Linked DNA regions of Mus musculus: region 1 is linked to region 2. The links are chromatin contacts, called in public HiChIP or PLAC-seq maps. All regions are on one chromosome and are shown on one strand. The core of a region is the stretch at or near the end of the contact, and the rest is flanking DNA. Distances in the headings are between cores, read along the strand shown.

What was found. HiChIP or PLAC-seq counts read pairs in DNA pulled down with a chosen protein or histone mark.
Region 1: an H3K4me3 HiChIP or PLAC-seq map of neural progenitor cells shows a contact between it and region 2, with 15 read pairs. The contact joins the enhancer-like site here to the promoter of Foxp2 in region 2. A contact is called at or near these places in 1 of 39 promoter capture datasets (embryonic stem cells), 3 of 484 Hi-C or Micro-C datasets (the HL-1 cell line, cerebral cortex and embryonic stem cells), 1 of 115 datasets of contacts at active chromatin or transcription factors (neural progenitor cells) and 2 of 9 other capture datasets (embryonic stem cells and liver).

Annotation. Positions count from the first base shown.
Region 1 is chr6:14,997,091-14,999,978 of GRCm38.p6, forward strand. The region is part of intron 2 of Foxp2 (forkhead box P2); the gene reads left to right. Among named protein-coding and RNA genes, the nearest start is that of Foxp2, 97 kb to the left of the region's middle. Within about 2 kb of position 1,386, at least 6 of the 459 cell types and tissues checked have an H3K27ac peak or open chromatin away from gene starts, as enhancers often do. A contact at or near this core is called in neural progenitor cells, where this site is marked.
Region 2 is chr6:14,899,867-14,902,816 of GRCm38.p6, forward strand. Foxp2 (forkhead box P2) reads left to right here and starts at 1,483. Exons shown (of 19, transcript NM_053242.4): 1 at 1,483-1,895.

The DNA of each region.
Region 1 (2,888 bases), core at 136-2,635, 97 kb after region 2:
AAAGCAAATACCCTTTTATTCTTAAACTTCAATATTGCAAATATAATATTTTCATTTTCTAAAGGAACCAGATATACATGTTTAGTTTCTTTTTATTTCTCCCTCCATCCAAATCTTACAGTTTTTACTTATCCTTTCATTTTCAGAAGTTTCTGTTGGTCAAATTTTCAAGGAAGGAACATAATAGTATTTAGTTAGATGACATCAAGAGCAACCAGGACTATTATTTATGAGAAATGAAATACAACCCCCTTATCTTCAGGATCTGGATATAGCTAGGCTCAACACAAATGTCTAGGGAAATGCATCTGTTGCTACTGCATTTTTTTTTGTTTCTCTGAAAACTTGGCATTTGTAAAATATATAAGATTTTGATTTGTCTTGGCCAAATATCAGATTACCAGGGACTTGAATTTTGAACATATTCAACTAAGAATTATCTTCGTAGCAACTTTTCCTTTGCCATATTGATTTTTGGGACTAAAATCAGATTTTTTTTTAAGCTGTGTTTCTTCCTGGTGCCAAGGTGCATTTTTTTCTATGCAAAGAAAGCATACAGATAGGCTACTTGAAACTTAGCTTAGCATCCTGGGGAGGGGCAGACTCCATTTGCACTTACTTACCTGCATTTAAGTATTTGCTATATCATGGGTAAATCTATATGTTAAAAAAATTGCTTATAGTATTACATGAATGTTAAATGAACAAATATAAAACATAACTGCAAAGAACAGTCATTAATTTCATGTTAATTTCTTTCTTCCAGTCGTTCTATTTAAGTAGGTGTTTGTACATAAATACATGTGTATGTTTAGAGTATGTATGCATTTAGACATACATATATGCATTTCCTATGCCTTTTCCAAAATATATACAGTTACATATAATGTTTTATGGAGACATTTATTCTATTTTTAAAGTTTTTGAAGCAGAATTTCTCCTGAAGTCTGGGAATTTGAAAAATATGGATTCTATCACCACATGGAAATATTTGAAAACTTATTTCTTTGTGTCCCGGTTATTTTGTAACTTTATTTTAACCTACCTGGAGTACTCTTTTTAAAAGATCTGATAGGTTTATACATTTACTTTACAAATTCTCAGCAGTATGGAAGAATAGTATTTTTTCTAAGTGTACAATTTAGAGCGTAATCCAGTACTACATCTAGATTAGGCTTCAAAAACCATGTAATTTGAGAAGATGTACAAGAATATGAAAACCAAAGAATTAAAAGTTCCAAAGGAGAAGTGGCCTGTCAGTTTTGACGGGTCAGGCAAGCAAGCTAGGTTGAATTTTTCCGAAAACAAGCTTGATGCTCATTTGGCTCACTGTCCATTCATTGGTAATGCATCAGCTTCCTGTAGGGCTGTGTGCGCCTGTCTTGATTACTAAGTTGGATTTTTGCATGGTAGAAGGTTCATCACATTGTAGCATAACATGCCACATCCTCTCTTATTGTGCTCCGGGTTTCTAGCAAAACAACATTTAGTATCTTAAAGCAGTAGCACATGTCTCTTGCCTATCTCCTTTAAACTCGTGTCTTGTGACTGCTAAATACCGAGGACGTCTTACTCGAAGCTTTCTCTCAGACACTAAAGTCTTTTTTTTAAAGTCCAAAGAGCAAGCAAGCAAACAAGCAACAACAAACCCCCACTGTTAAAATGAAGGATGGAGTCCCTTAGCCTAAACCTAAGTATATATTCATCATAAAAGACAAAACACTTAGATTTAGATCATGTATTTTCAGCTTATTTTCAGAATTGAATGACAAGATTTTAACACTAAAAGTCTCTTGGGGGTGGGGGGGTTGAGTGGGTTTGGTCCACACAGACTCATGTGTTTAAATGTTTGGCCCATAGGGAGTGGCACTATTAGGTAGTGTGACTCTGTTGGAGTGGGTTTGGCCTTGTTGAAAGAATTGTGTCTCTGTAGGCAGGTTTTCAGGGCTCCTATACTCAAGCTCTGCCCAGTGTGGAGTCCAGTCACTTACTGGTTGACTTCAGATCATGCTGTAGGACTCTTGGCTCTACCATGCCTGCCTGTATGCTGTCAGGCTTTCTGCTGTGACAATAAGCCAGCCCAATAAAATGTTTGCCTTTATAAGAGTTGCTTTGCTCGCTGTGTCTCTTTAGAGCAATGGAATTCTAACTTGACACTTCTTGCAGAACACAAAGAGCATGTTAAGCCCTGTTCCTGCTGGCAGACCAGTTAGGTATCCTCTCTGAATCTATTTGCAAGTTACTGATGCAATGTTTGCTCAAGCAAGGGACAGAGTATCTCTAGAAACTGGAGCTCTTTTTTTGCTGAGGTTTGCATTCAAAATCTGTGGAGCTGACATTTGGGTCTATACAATTACTGCTCACATGATCCATTTTTATTACAGCTTTTGGGAATATATAAAGCATGAAGAAAGTGGTCTTTGGTCATATATTATAGAATAGTTTGAAAAATATGTTTTCAACATGCATGACCCAGTGATCTTTTTCACTTAACTTACTTAACTCTATAATGATTTATTGTTGTATAACATAAAGCCCCTGAATTTAAGAAAATGAAAAATTTCCATATCTGAGTTAGATTTGAGATATGGTCAAAGACATTCAGTGTATTAAGATCTAATATCTTTATTTAAATACACACCTTCCATGTCCACTTACATTAATTATTAAAATGGCATTGTGAGAATATAGTTAGGGATTATGATTATTTAAGAAAATGACAGTTGTAGGATCTTTCCCAAGACCCATGACTGCAATAATTCCTGGAAGTTGGCTAGGATTCCAGAACCAGGCTTAGTTTTCCTTTGGTTACATGGAATTTAGTTCCAAGAAGAGAGCTGTAGTTAGTTAGGTGTAGTTGAGTGCCACTACTGCACCTTTATGGTTAC
Region 2 (2,950 bases), core at 233-2,732:
CCGGAGAATAGCTAGAAGGCAGCCTAGCCCAACTCCGTGTCCCCCCCAACCCCCATCCCCGGCTTCTTGGCTATAGCTATTTAGTGGAAAGTTTCTGCGCCGGTGGAATCGCTGCGTGACAGATTCAGCAGCTAGGCTGCAAGCTCCCGCGGCGGCGCGTATTGAACGCCGACGGCTAAGGGTTAGGGGGCCAGTGGCCCGGGAGGGGCTGGCGGGAGAACCGCAGGAAGGAACTTCCTTCCCAAGCTAGGGTGGAGAGGGGCATCTTAGAAACACCCTCCCAGATTCAAGTCACAAGACCCTTCAGGGCCCGCCTTGATCTCCTCCGGCCCTTTCTCTGTCATCTCTTTCTTGGTCCTGCTCAGACCAGCCAGCTAGGTCGCACCACGCACAGTGGAGGAGGGACCTGGTGGCAGAAACCGAGCCGGAGCATCCCCCAACACCGGGGACACAGCTTTGAAGTGCACTGCGAGCGGGTTCTGGCAATTTCTACTTTTCTTTCATTCCTGTTATTTTTTTCTCCCTAGTCATTGATCCAGTCAGTCCCCAAAGCCTCATACTTTAAAAACAAAATTACACCTTGGTGGTGCCATCTCTTTTTCCAAGTCCCGCTTCGGTGACCTGGGCTGCGCGACTACATGGAAGCCCTAGCAGTACTGGCCCCAAGTGAGACAGGAGCCACGACAACCAAGAGTGAGAAAGGTTCTGCCTCTCCATCCAGGCCGCAGAGGCGCACACACAGGAGAGAAAGGCCAATCAGCGTGGCTGTGTTGGCGCGGGCTCCCTCTGTGACACTCTGTGCTTTAACTACCTGCCACCAAAGGCTTCGGATCCCTTCTAGGTTTTCTGCACTTCACGTGGAATCCCCTGTTTCATTTGCCAGCAGCTCCGTCTGCTGAGAGGACGTACTTTGGGGACTGCCAAGAAGCAGCAGACACAACTCGGCTGTGCCAATACAGCATACGGTTTTGTTCTCGCCTCCCTCCCCACCCCCATCCCCGACTCGCCGTCTGGGGCGGCAGGAGGAGGCGGAGCTGGAGGTGGGGAGAAGGGTGGGGGTGGGGGAAACGGGGCAGAACAAACAAGTTCTCTAGCAAGTTGTTTACATAGCAGGTGGACCTGACGTCATCCAGGAGGCTCCACCGCAAAGCCCAGCAACATTCTGGCCCGCGATTTCTCCCATCTCTGGAAAAAGTTGGGGGGGGGGCATGAAGAGATTGATGGAGTTCAAACCACTTTAAAAAAATCATCATCATAATCATCATCAACAACAACAACAACCCCAACTTAGCAAAGTAAGACAAAACAAGTGCCCCAACAGTACTTAAGAGTGTTCTAGGAGGTCCCTTCCCCCTGCCCGCCCCTCATAGGAGAAGCTGCTCTGCTCTCAGTGTGTGCATAGTTTGCATCGCCAACAACTCGCGCGCGCGCCCGGGTGCGCGCGCCCGCCGGTGCACGCACACATACACTCACATACGCACACACACACACACACATACAAGCGCGCGCGCACACACATACACACAGACACACACACACACCAACACACACATACATACAGAGATCCGGGTTGTGGGGGGAGCTGCCAGCGCGAGACAGCGCGAGCCTCCGAGAAAGCGCGAGACACGCCGGCGCGTGCAGCTCCCCGGCCGCAGCTTCGTCCCGGCCGGAGCCCGGCGCCACCAGCAGTTCATCCGTCAGTGCCCGCCCAGGGCATTTATGCCGCGGCCGCGACTTCCCGCCGCAGCTTCCTCGGGTCCCCCCTCCCCTGGTGTCCCCGAACTCGCGGCCGCGGCTGCCGGGACTCGAGCGTGGGTGTGTTGTTCCGGGGCTTCTGCCTGGGTGCACAGCGGGTGCCACCTCCTGGGACGCTGCCCTCGGGGTCCCCGATCGCGGTAAGTTTCTTCGCCCTCACTCAGACGCTCTGCACTCCGCACCCCACCCTGTCCCAAGCACAGCCACGCGCGGCCAGACTGCGACTTTGCTCCACGCTGATCCGGTCGCGCAGCAAAGTTTCGCCCCAGAGCCTGCTGCTCCGCGCTGCGGGGCCAGGGTGACATGTGTCAGATTTCCACATAGGGCAGGGGTCGCATTTGCGTCGAGACCCAACATCGCCACTTGTTGTTTCTTTGCATTTTGCTGTGTGATGGGGAAAGGGGTGTGCAGGAAAATGAGATTTCTCTGTGGGCTCCGGGATGAATTATTTATTTATTTATTCATTTATTTATTTATTTTCGTTTTGAATATGCAGATTGTTGTATCGTCCAGAGATGCTGGAGGAAGAAATGTGTCGAAACACCAGATGCGTTTGTTTACTCTTATAAAAAAATGTTTGTTGTCTTTCCCTCTTCCCTCCCACTCCCTCTAGGGAAGAGAGACAGCAGTAGAAACATGTGGTGGTTAGAAGCGCACACTTTATTGATGAGACTGCTGACCTTTATTTACTAAAGCGGGCAAGTGCGCGTTTCTTGGGTCTTCAGCACTTCTGCTTTCATCTCAGAAGTACTTATCCAGGAACCAGAGAGGCATCAAGGGGACACTTCTTTTCTCTCTAGTTAAGAAACTCCTGGCCCCTAGTGACTCCTGAGATAACCATGCATTTCTCGGGCCACTCCTGATCACTCTCTTCCACTTGTCTGCTAGCCAGCAAGGCCTGCGGCTTCCCAATGGATCCGTCCTGGTTTTACTTTCCTTCCACTTTGGGAAGTGCTCCTTGTTCTGTGTGTGGGTGTCACAGCTTGCAGCCCCTGGGAGAGGGCATGTGGGAGGGGCACAGACACCTTGGTGAGAAAGGGTTTCTCCCTAGCCTTTTTTTTTCTTTCTCCTTCCTTCCTTCTCTCCTTCCTTCCTTCCTTCCTTCCTTCCTTCCTTCCTTTTTTCTTCCTTCCTTCTCTCCTTTCTTCCTTCCTTCCTTCCTCTCTTCCTTCCTTTTTTCTTATCTCTCTCTCTC